Regions from separate parts of the Mus musculus genome. Here all the other regions are linked to region 1. The links are chromatin contacts, called in public Hi-C maps. All regions are on one chromosome and are shown on one strand. Each heading gives the region's core, a stretch centred on a gene start, on an enhancer-like site or on the middle of the called end of the contact. The rest is flanking DNA. Distances are from core to core; before and after follow the strand shown.

Region 1 (3,630 bases), core at 674-3,173:
GATATAATCCTTTCCTTAAGAATCCTTAGTCTCCTGGTTCACACAAGGTCCCCGGACCCTTTAACACATTGAGTTGATTCCAAGCTGCCATGGAAATGTTGAAATTAAGGACATCGAAGACTAGAAACACAGAACAACAAGAGCTGATGCTTGTCAAGGACTTCTTTCTTTACCCCGGGAATGAGCTATGCATTTATTCATTTATTGTATACGTACTATACATAGGGAGGTTTCACCTGCATGCATTTCTATGCACCATACGCATGCTCAGGGCTAGTGGGGGCTCAAGGATGGCATCAGATGCCCTGGTGCTAGAATCACAGAGGGCTGTGAGCAAGTGTGTGGGTATTGGGAATACACCATAGGTCCCCTGGAAGAACAGCAAATCCTCCTAACCACTCCTTCTCTCCAGCCCCACAAGCTGTGCATGTATAAAGTACATATTATTGGATGTTTCTTGCAACTTTGGGAGGGAAACATCTTTTTTTTTCCTATTTTTCTTCTAAGAACCAAGTGTTACAAGTAAATTAGATAGAATATCAACCCTTCAAAGCTTATATGCAAGCTCTCTGTGCTAAACTGAGTGAGAAGTGGAGTCCAGAGACACAGAGTACAGGACCTGTTCCCCAGCACTTACAGCTAAGAAGCAGGGCTGGAGGGCCTGTCTACCCGTGCCCCTTCTAAGAGCCCCACAAAACATATGTACTTTCATTTACAGCAAACCACAATGAAGAAAAAAAAGGCCTATTGTGACACATGGCTAAAGCTTCTTTAAAAAATAGAAATGGGTTCTTTTTTTTTTTTTTTTTTGGTTTTTCAAGACAGGGTTTCTCTGTATAGCCCTGGCTGTCCTGGAACTCACTTTGTAGACCAGGCTGGCCTCGAACTCAGAAATCTGCCTGCCTCCGCCTCCCAAGTGCTGGGATTAAAGGCGTGCGCCACCACTGCCCGGCTAGAAATGGGTTCTTTAAGGCTACTGGTAACATGGACTGAAAGTTCTGGAATCTTCAAATTTGTCTTAGCTGATCTACACAATCACCACAGGCCTGTTTATATAAAAAAGTATGGCACATGCTTTGATTGCCACAACTAATAAATCCGCACAGCCTCCCTCCCCCCACCCTTTTTTTTGACATAAATCCTCTTCCCCCGTGGCTCTTTAGTATGCAAGGCACATCGGGAACATTAGCAGTGCAAAGGGATAAATAATCTGGTAATTGATCTGGGATGTGCAGATTTTTACCTCAAATTTCTGTTTATGGTTGAAGGTCATAAGCTATACAAACCTCTATTGATCAGCCTCTTTTCTTTAAGCAGAACCTACTGTATCTGTTTGTGCTGCTCTCCCAAAGTCAAACAAAAGGGCACACACGGAGCTAAGCCTCAGCTTGGCACTGTGGACATGTGGCCCGGCTCACTCACGGTACAGATGTTTTCAATCTGCACAGTTTGTCTTTCATATCCATACGCGATGAAACAGCCTTTGCTTAGCCTGGGAGACATGCCAGCGAGAGAAGACACAACGCTTAACCCTTCACAGGCACCGTCTCTACTCCCTGTGGGCAGGAAGCTGGGAGGCTAACGGGAGATATGTCTCGGAGCTTTCAGAGATGCTTCTGTTCATAGTGGATGTGCCTGGAATCAAAGACCCCCTTCCCATCCTCTCCCATCACCATGCCCGGTCTGTACCCCAGAGACCTTGACAGTTCCTCCACGCTGCACCTGTGGAAACAGAGAGCAAGAAATTGAAGGGGAGACTGGTTAGACCCGAGCCCCTGGCTGCACTGTTTCTTCCCAGGGCAGGAGGAAAGGGCAGCCGCTTCCCTCAGCTAATCAGGCGCTGAGTAGGTGAAGGTGTCTTTTTCCAAGCTGGTTTAGTCTCAGCTTGACTGGCTCATTTTCCTGAATGCCAAGCCACGGAAGAGAATCCATCTGAGCCTTCACTCACTGCTTCCTATCTGGACTTGAAGTCCCCACAGCAGCCACTTTCTAACTACTGAGTGTCTTCAAGTGAATCGTTCAGCTCCCTGGAGTTTCTGACCTCCATTGTAAATCTGTAATGCTATTGATCTCAAGCTACACCTTGAAAGTACATAGGGTGCTGTATTAGAAGCCCCTCAATGTGTATGGCCCACTCTTGTATTACAAGAGCCTCTTTAATTGTTGTTTAATATAAAATGTTCTTCACTGGGCTTCAAAATTCAGATAAGATTCAAAATAATATGAACCGTACAAGTTAAATGTTACTTCTTCAATAGGAAATCTTTGTAACACCTAATTAACTCTTTCTGCCTCTATCTGATATCTGTCCTTCTTTCCTCCCTTCTCCCTCCCTCCCTCCTTCCCTCCCTTCCTTTCTCTCTCTTTGATCTTTATCTCTCTGTGCCTGTTTGTCTCTCTGACTCTCTGTCTCTGTGTTTCTCTCTGTGTGTTTCTCTGTCTCTCTCTCTCTCTCTCTCTCTCTCTCTCTCACTCTCTCTCTCTGTGTGTGTGTCTGTCTTTGTCTGTCTGTCTGTCTGTCTGTCTGTCTGTCTGTCTCTCTCTCTCTCTCTCTCTCTGTGTGTGTATGTGTGTGTGTGTGTGTGTGTGTGTGTGTGTGTGTGTGTAGACCAAAAAGACAACCTTGACTGCTCAAACACACCATCCCCATTTCTTTTTCTTTTCTCTCTGTCCTGGGAATTGAACTCAGAGTCTCTGATAGGCTAGGCAAGCATTAAGCATTCCACCACTAGTGTGCACACATCCCCAGGCAACCTAGCTTTGTTGCTTATTGTGTTTCTTTGAGACAGTCTCTCACTTGCCTGGAAGAGGCTAAGCACGTGAGCTTCAGGGATCTATCTGCCTGGCTCTGCCTTGCCAGTTCCGAGTTTACAAACATATGCTGCTTTGCCTTAAAAGCAAAAACAAAAGCAAAGCTTGGATTCTAGACATTGAACTCAAGCATTTACCAGCTGAGCTCCTAGATCTTTTCCATATTCTGAGAAGACACTCCCAAACATAGCATGATGTGCCTCCCATGAAATGTACAACAGCTCAGCAACTAGACACAAGAGTCTATCAACAGAAGCAAGCAAGCTTAGATTCCAGGATTGGTAATGGTCACCATGACCTTTGTTAAACATAGCAATTTATAGCTCAACAGCTCCATTGCCTATAATTTTATATGGAGATTTCCCCATCACTCCCTGGTCTGCGTATCCCTAGCAGGCCACACTCTCAGAGTTGAGACCAGAGGTTTCTGACTCAGAATTATGGTTCTCCCCCAGCTTATGTATTTGCCAGTCTGATAGCCCTTGAGTCTTTTTATTCTGGAGATATTGAGGTCTTGCTTCCCTCCCTGCCCATGAAACCTTGAAAACATCCTAGAGAGGTAAGAAGGGATGGTGATCAACTACAAGTTTTCCTTGGAGAGAAGAGAGCTAAAAGCCAAACCTACTGATGCTCTTACAGCTTCCCTGCTTTGAGCCTAGCCCCTCCCCAGACTTGCCTCTGCTTTCTGACCTTGCTCTTGCCCCCTCAGTACTCCTCCTAATTTTATAAACTCCAGATGGATTGTTCTCCAGTTTAGCTATACGTCTACATGTGTGTGTTATATATAATATATAATACATATAATTAAATTTGGCGACC
Region 2 (3,630 bases), core at 621-3,120, 490 kb after region 1:
ATTCACATAAAACTGGCCAAGCAGAAGTTACCCCCACTGCACACTTCTCCCAACTTGCTTATCCAATGTCTCTCTGGGACCTATGAGAAGACCCACAACAGGTGTGGAGCTGAACTGGAGGATGGGTGGCACAGAAGGGGGGAGGAGAAGGGGGAGAGAGAGGGAAGAGAAGAGATGAGGAGAGGAAGAAGAGAAGAGGAAGAGGGGGACAAAAAGGAAGAAGAAGGAGGAAAAGGGGAAGGGGAAGGGGAAGGCAGAAGCATCCAGGTATGTATGGAAGCCTGAGTTTATCCAAACCAAGACAAAGGGATAGCATGAAACCTCTGGACAGCTGTTCTTGCATCTCTACATTCTGGGGTATGGTTTGGGTTATGTACGTATGATTTAGATTAAATCCAAGGCCTACCTTTAACATTCTTATGGACTCTGTGCACAGTCACGATTGCGCAAACATAAGAGCTAGCAGAAGAGGAATGTATACTCCCTTCTTCTGTGAAGAGCGTCTCAGGAGTCATTTACAGGACTGTTCCAGAAGCCTGTGACCTGACCCATAATAGACATCCAACAGATACACCCTTCCCCATGTGTCCTTGCCTGGCTGGCTCCTCAAGGTTTTGAGCATCTCCAATGTAGATAGAGTTGAGATTACAAATCTGCAAATAAGAAAGAGGAGGAGTAAGAGAAGGAGGGAAGAAGGATGAAGAGAAGGTAGTGGTAGGGGAATAAGAAAAGGAGGGAGGACATTAAAATATACAGAGCAAGCATAGTGCTGCCAAGTGTGTTTCTCACACATCCCTGACAACTACCCATGAGGAAGACATCATCAGACTCATGAAACTGTAGAGGAGCCGAGACGTCGGAAAAGGGAATCTTCACTGCTTTGGCTCCAGACACCTAAGTCACCGAAGTCTGCCTAGATTCCAATTTCCTAGTTTGCATTTTATCACCTTGCACCCAGGACCTCAAGTCTGGTCTGAACTGTCTCATCCCATAATAGTCTTTGTCACCAAAAACATCCAGAAAGAGGAAGTAAACGAGAAAGCATATGACCTTAGTCTCACTCACCCAGATTTAGACAGAGAGGAAAGCATTGCAAGAGATGACACCAGAGCTCACTGTTTCCAGGGAGGGACACACTTGAAGAGACAGAGGCTGAGACTCTACTGCAGACACTGCTGACAGCTCTCTGGGGAATGCTGAGTAACAACTCCAGTCTCTGACCCTCAATATCCTCACCTACAGACTGAGCATTTGGATGACTCCGGGACACAGAAGCCCCCATCTCCAACATATATGTCATCCTAGGCCCTACGTTCCAGATAGCAAGCTGAAATCTGGGGAACCTGTATTTTTTTCAGGCCCTCAGACACAACTCTGTCTCCTCCATGTAGCCTAAACCAGAGATAAAAGTTAAGAAACTTGACTCTATGGGCTAGAGAGGGGCTCTGTGGTTTAAAGTGGCTACTGCTCTTACAGAAGGCCCGTTTGGTTCGGTATATCCATATTGGGCAGCTCACTCCCTCCTGTAACTTCAGCTCTACTGGAGTCAGCTCCCTCTTCTGGCTTTCATGGGAACCTACGTGCATATGTACAGCGTGTGTGTGTGTGTGTGTGTGTGTGTGTGTGTGTGTGTGTACAAGAACAAATTGAAAAATTGAAAAAAAAATTTTAAATAAAAATAAAATAAGGAAACTTGAATGGAGAAGGGACAGAACGCATCCCTGATCAGCTTCAGCCAAGCGAGGATTATTCTGCAGTTTCTATTTGCCAAAGGAAAATTACATTCCACAACACCCAGAGGAGGAGGTGAAGGGAGGAAGCTGCTGCTTCCAATGAGGACTTCATTCCAGAAATCCCACATACTGGCCTCACAAGAGCCCTAGTGTGATAAAGAGATGACTATTTCGGATGAGAGGATCCAGTCCTCCGGGAGAGGTGGGAGGAGGACAAGGCCAGGGCTCACTCCCAGGGAAGTGCAGCTCAGCCCTCAATTGCGATATGGATACTGCATTTCCAGGGTAATGACTTCAACCTGGTGGAGCCAAAAACCTGTCGCCATTAAGTATGTTTTCAATTGGGAAATGGAAGCACATAGGTGCTGGCAGCAACACAGGAAAGCAAGTCTTCATTAGAGCCTGAGAGTTCACGCCCACATCTGGGCCGGGCGGTGCGGCCGCTGCCAGGCCTGGCACAAGCTTGTGCCATCTCTCAGCCTCAGAAGTCAGAATGGGAGGACACCATTTTCTCAGTAAATTTCCGGGTTTTAAAAACAACTGCCAGGACATGGGGAAATGGCTCAGTCAGTAAAGAGTTTGCTATGGAAGCATGACAAAGCAAGCTCAAGTCCCTAGAACCTCTGTATGAAATCTGGGCACAGTGGGACATGCCTGTAATTTCTGCTCTGGGGAGGTGGAGACCGAACCCAGCTGATTCAGGTAAGAAACTCTGTCTCAAAAACTAAAGGAGAGAACTACTGAGGTAGATGCTTTTCCTAGTTTCATTTCCATTGCTGTTTTCATCCTGAACAGAAAATAACACAACACAAAACAAAACAAGCAAACAAAAACAAACAAACAACAACAACAAAAAAAAAAAAACCAAAGAGGTGAAAGGGTCTTATACTTACAAACTATAATTCATTATTTTGGGAAAGTCAAAGTAAAGATGTACAAGTCAGGAGTGATCAATGAATGCATCCTTGTTTCCTTGCTCCCAGCTAGCTTTCTCCTCTGTTATAGTTTCAGAACTCACTGCCTACGGGATGGTGCCACCCACAATGGACTGTGTCTTCTACATCAATCACCAATCAGGCCATGCTTAGAAGTCAACCTAACCTAGATAATTCTTTATAAAGACTTGCTTCTCAGGTGATTCTAGAGTGTGTCAAGTTGGCAGTGAAAACCAAACCAGCACAGTACCTAACGTCAACCTCTAGCCTAAGCAAACACACACATATATGAACACACAAATGAACATATAACATGCATATATATATATATATATATATATATATGCCATAAAATCTGTTATTCCCATTTTCAACTGAACATAAGTTTTTCCTGATACCGCACATTTCTGAACACTCTACCCACAGCTCTCAACCTTCCACCTATGAGCCTAGGAAGACAGAACTGAGCACCCAAGTGAGTCTCCAACACTATTTCCTGTATATCCTTCAGGCATGGTAGCATGACATTGGACTGATCTGTCCTTTCCCCCCACCCCACCCCCAGACTCTGTCCATCCATCACTATACCTCACTCTTTTCCTCCTTCCCTGTTTTAAACACCATGGAAAGTGAACATCCCAGGTAGAACTTGATCTGTGGAGTCAGAAAACAATGGCCACAGTCTTGATCCTCATGTGGTTTCATATCTCGGCAACTTTCATTCTTGGTGAAATAGAAGAAGTGAAGACTCAATTCCCCAGTGTAGGGGAGTGCCAGGGTGGTGAGGTGGGAGTGGGTGGGTTGGTGAGGAAGCACCCTCATAGAAGCAGGGTTCTGGAGGGGAAACCAGGAAAGGTGGTAACATTTGAAATGTAAATACATAAAATATCCAATGGGAAAAAGAAAGAAAAAAATGAAAATGTATAGAAAGATCTTAATGTGTGGTTGTCAGGGATTGGTCC
Region 3 (3,630 bases), core at 464-2,963, 440 kb after region 1:
TCATAGGTGTATAAATATACATGCAGTCTGATAGTTAGTGTCAATTTGACAGAATCTCGATTCAGTTGGGAGCTGGGCCTCTGGGGAAATTATTGAGAATTCTCTGGGGATTGCTTTGAGGTGGGATGACCCTCCCACTATGGGCAGCACCATTCCCTAGGCTTTATAGATGGAGAAAGAGAGGTGAAGCACTACATGTTCATTGCTCTCTGCTTCCTGATTAGCTGCTCAGGCTCCTGCTGCCTTGATTTTCCTGACATATTTAAACTTGGAGACAAAAAGAAACTCTTTCCCCCTGGGTTGATTTTGTCAGGATATTTTATCGCATACAGCAAGAGGAAAAAAAAAGACTCCTACGTGTGCATGGGGCAGGGGCTGTGTACGATCTAGATTCCACATGGGAAAGAAATGTGATGTTTTCCTTTCTAAGTCTTAAAAGGATCCATGATCCGCTGAAGAATGATATCCTGGACTCAAATAGTATGTAAAAGCAAAGAGCATTTTATTCTACAAATGTCCAGCATGCTGGGGTCTCCCATTACCAAGATAGAGAGTCAAACAAGTGAGCTTGCAGGCCTGATTTAAAGCACATTAAGGAATTCTGGGGTAGGTGACCTCTATGTTAATCTGTTGGGTCCATCTCTAATGGCATTTCATTTCATTTCTGGAGTGTGGGGGCTGGAAATTTGCTGGAGAGGTCTGGAAACTGTTGCTGAGGAAGTAGCTTAGGAAGTCTGGAAACTGCTGCTGACCAATTGCCCTTGCCTCGGGCCAGGTGACAGGGCAGCTTCTGAGGCCTGGACCTGCCTGGCATTGCCCAGTTCATGGAAACAGAGATTTAGCTCTAGTCTCTTTAACTGCCAGTTGGAAGCCTGTCATGGACAAGTTCACTGGCTTCATGTTCATGAAGTAGCACTGACAGTCTAGCTTTCTCAGTTTGTCTTATTTTTCTTAATAGGATGCTCTCTGAGTCTGCCCCTTTTCCCTACTTGCTGAAAGCCATGTGAGCAGCTTCCGTATCCTGTCTGTTACAAATGGGGCTGCGCTAAACACCAGGGTGCAGACATCGCAGCAGTGGGCTCACCTGGAGTCCTCCAGGTGTATCCCCAGGGCTGGTATTTCTGAGGTATTCTCTCATATAGGTCGATGTGTGGGAGACAGAGCATGCCTGTGGATGTAGGCCTCCATTTTCAGGTAAGGCTGGGCGTCACTTTGCATGGCTGTCACAAAGCAACTCTACCTGCCTCATGAGAGCAGTCCTGTTCCACAATGATTGAAGCAAGGACCACGGGAATAGCTCAGTGAAGCAGGCATGGGGCCAGCACTTATACTGTCCTGATGTTGAGAAGGGAGAGCAGGCAAGAGCCTAGAGTTGTAAAATCCACCCCTGCTAGGAACCCTGGTGTCTAGCTACCTCTGATCTGCCACGTGATAGCATAGCAGCCCTTATTGGTTACACAAACACTGCAAAGAACACCTGACTCCTGTCCTTGTTCTCCTGACCAGGTACTCTCAAGAGCCTGCAAAAGCATTTGACTTATAACCAGCCCAGTGTTTATGTGATGCAAGCAGGCGAGAACTTCAAATACAATAAACTCAGAAATGGAATAGAGCTGTTAAAAAACAATCACCCTACCAGTGCTCGCTATGTGATATCATCCTAGGCATTTGCCTGCTGACAACCTGCCAAAGTAGCACTGTCCAAAACCACGGAGTTTTGTAATGGGTAGAGTCACACAGCTGATAGAGAGACAGGGACCGGATTCAAGGCTGAGCTATCTGTCTCCAGAACAAGGTTACTAACGCACAAAGAATCATCGAAAGGATGCCAGGCCAAATTTAAATTTCAGATAAATAAAACACTCTCGTCTTCGTACAAGAACACCATGTAGTCAGCCTGTGTCTTGGATCAGTAGTAGCCTTCAGTGTAGATTCCACATGAAAGAGGCAAGACCAGCCCAGGTCCCAGTGCCTCCCACCCTGCCAAGGCTATGAAACCTGCTTGCACCTCCAACCCCACCAGTCTTCCCTAGCCACAACTGCAAAAAAAACCAAAAAACCAAAAAACCAAAAAAACAAACTCCTCACTCTCACTGCACCCCTCCCCCGGAAAGGCTCGCCTACCCCACCCCACCCCCACCAGCCCTTGTAACTGGTCTTGTTCCAGAGGGAGAGGTCTGTGGTTGTTCCTGCCAAGGCAGAGCTCTTGGTAAGGCAGCAATCAGGGCTGGACACACAGCTGTGGCCTTTCTTGCTCTGAGCAGCTCGGATGCTCCCTGGAGCTTGGGAGTGGATAGAAAAGGCTGAAGGACACTCCTGCTCTCTAAAGAGACCCTGGACACCAACCCTGGCGTTAGGTTAGTCTGAATGTAAATGTAGCAACAGATGCATCTCCTCGGGGGGGGGGGGGGGGGGGGGGGGGGGGAATGGGAAGTCCTGACTCAATTATGTAGGGTAGTGGGTCTGATGAGAAGGAGGAGGGCCCATGAACAACTCCACCCTACACCCCAGCACACACTCCTGCCCCCTCCAACCCCCAATGCTTTAAGCCAGAGTTTGTAAGCACTAAGCTAGAGCACACAGCAGCAGCTCAGATCCCCTCTTTGTGGCACAGGCGGGAGGGAGGGATCCAGATGTGGATTTTGAGATTGCCATTTGGGGTGTGTCTTGGGGGCTAAGTGCCATGAAGACGCGCGGCACCCCTGCGGTTTTATGACCATGCTTAGCAATGAGTGATTGGCCTGTTCGGCTCTGCAGAAGAGGTCCAGGCCTCCAGGCTTGACAGTGCAGGCTCCTCCCCGGGGCCCAGCTGGGCTGAGTGGAAGCACAGCCTTCCTCTTGCCCTCCGAAGCCTCCTTCCATTTCCACAGAAGGGCTTCTCAGACAGAGGCCTCTGCTGCAGGTAACCACGGGCCTCTTTCTCTTCACAGCGCTTCTCTGCAACCACAAACATGTATGTTTTTTGATAAAACTCCGAAAATTGTACTAGACCCTGGGGGATCCCAGTGGCAAGGTGGGTGTTGAGAGACGAGACCCAGCTACTCTAGAGGTAGCCTGTGCTGTTTGTAACAATTACAGTAATACACCTGAACCCCCATTGTCGACACGGCCCGCCACTCGGGGGCTCATTAGTATTGTATTAGGGCTGCGTGGGGAAACAGATAATGGCCCATAATGAAAAATGCCAAATTTTCTATATAATAAAAATGAACTTGATTAATGGAAATCACTTTCGGGGAAAGAGTTACAGCGTGGTTAGAAATAAAAAATGATGTATTAATCCGACATTCTTACAGATGGTCCCAACCTCCTGACAACTGCTATTCATTTGAGATGCCATTAGCATGCATAATTATGCTAATTAAGTTGTAATTAAGCACCAATTCTTCGGAGGGCTTTTTTTGTCTATCATTCGCTACAACTCTATTGCTTAGAGTGCTTAAAGGCTTTGTGCTGGGTTCCATTCAAAGGGGGCTCCCAAATTTCTTAGGCAAGATTGAGCAGCTGAAGCAGGAATGAAAGATAAGATCGTTGTTTTGGTTAAAGAAAAGTCAGTAAATACCAGCGGGGTCTGCCAGTTGTTGATAAAATAATGAACGCTTTCCGCTAAAATAAGCGTAGTTCAACCCG

Evidence for each region. A called contact is a pair of places that touch in the nucleus more often than the background predicts.
Region 2: a contact with region 1 is called in a Hi-C map of uterus, with 4 times the contacts expected there. The contact joins two enhancer-like sites. A contact is called at or near these places in 1 of 15 datasets of contacts at CTCF or cohesin (large pre-B cells) and 8 of 484 Hi-C or Micro-C datasets (adipose-derived mesenchymal stem cells, embryonic stem cells and uterus).
Region 3: a contact with region 1 is called in a Hi-C map of uterus, with 2.2 times the contacts expected there. The contact joins two enhancer-like sites. A contact is called at or near these places in 3 of 484 Hi-C or Micro-C datasets (adipose-derived mesenchymal stem cells and uterus).

The regions. Positions count from the first base shown.
Region 1 is chr8:115,941,793-115,945,422 of GRCm38.p6, forward strand. No RefSeq gene overlaps it. Among named protein-coding and RNA genes, the nearest start is that of Gm31164, 37 kb to the left of the region's middle. Within about 2 kb of position 1,924, at least 58 of the 459 cell types and tissues checked have an H3K27ac peak or open chromatin away from gene starts, as enhancers often do. A contact at or near this core is called in uterus, where this site is marked.
Region 2 is chr8:116,428,296-116,431,925 of GRCm38.p6, forward strand. No RefSeq gene overlaps it. Among named protein-coding and RNA genes, the nearest start is that of Dynlrb2, 75 kb to the right of the region's middle. Within about 2 kb of position 1,871, at least 29 of the 459 cell types and tissues checked have an H3K27ac peak or open chromatin away from gene starts, as enhancers often do. A contact at or near this core is called in uterus, where this site is marked.
Region 3 is chr8:116,381,493-116,385,122 of GRCm38.p6, forward strand. No RefSeq gene overlaps it. Among named protein-coding and RNA genes, the nearest start is that of Gm31278, 31 kb to the left of the region's middle. Within about 2 kb of position 1,714, at least 44 of the 459 cell types and tissues checked have an H3K27ac peak or open chromatin away from gene starts, as enhancers often do. A contact at or near this core is called in uterus, where this site is marked.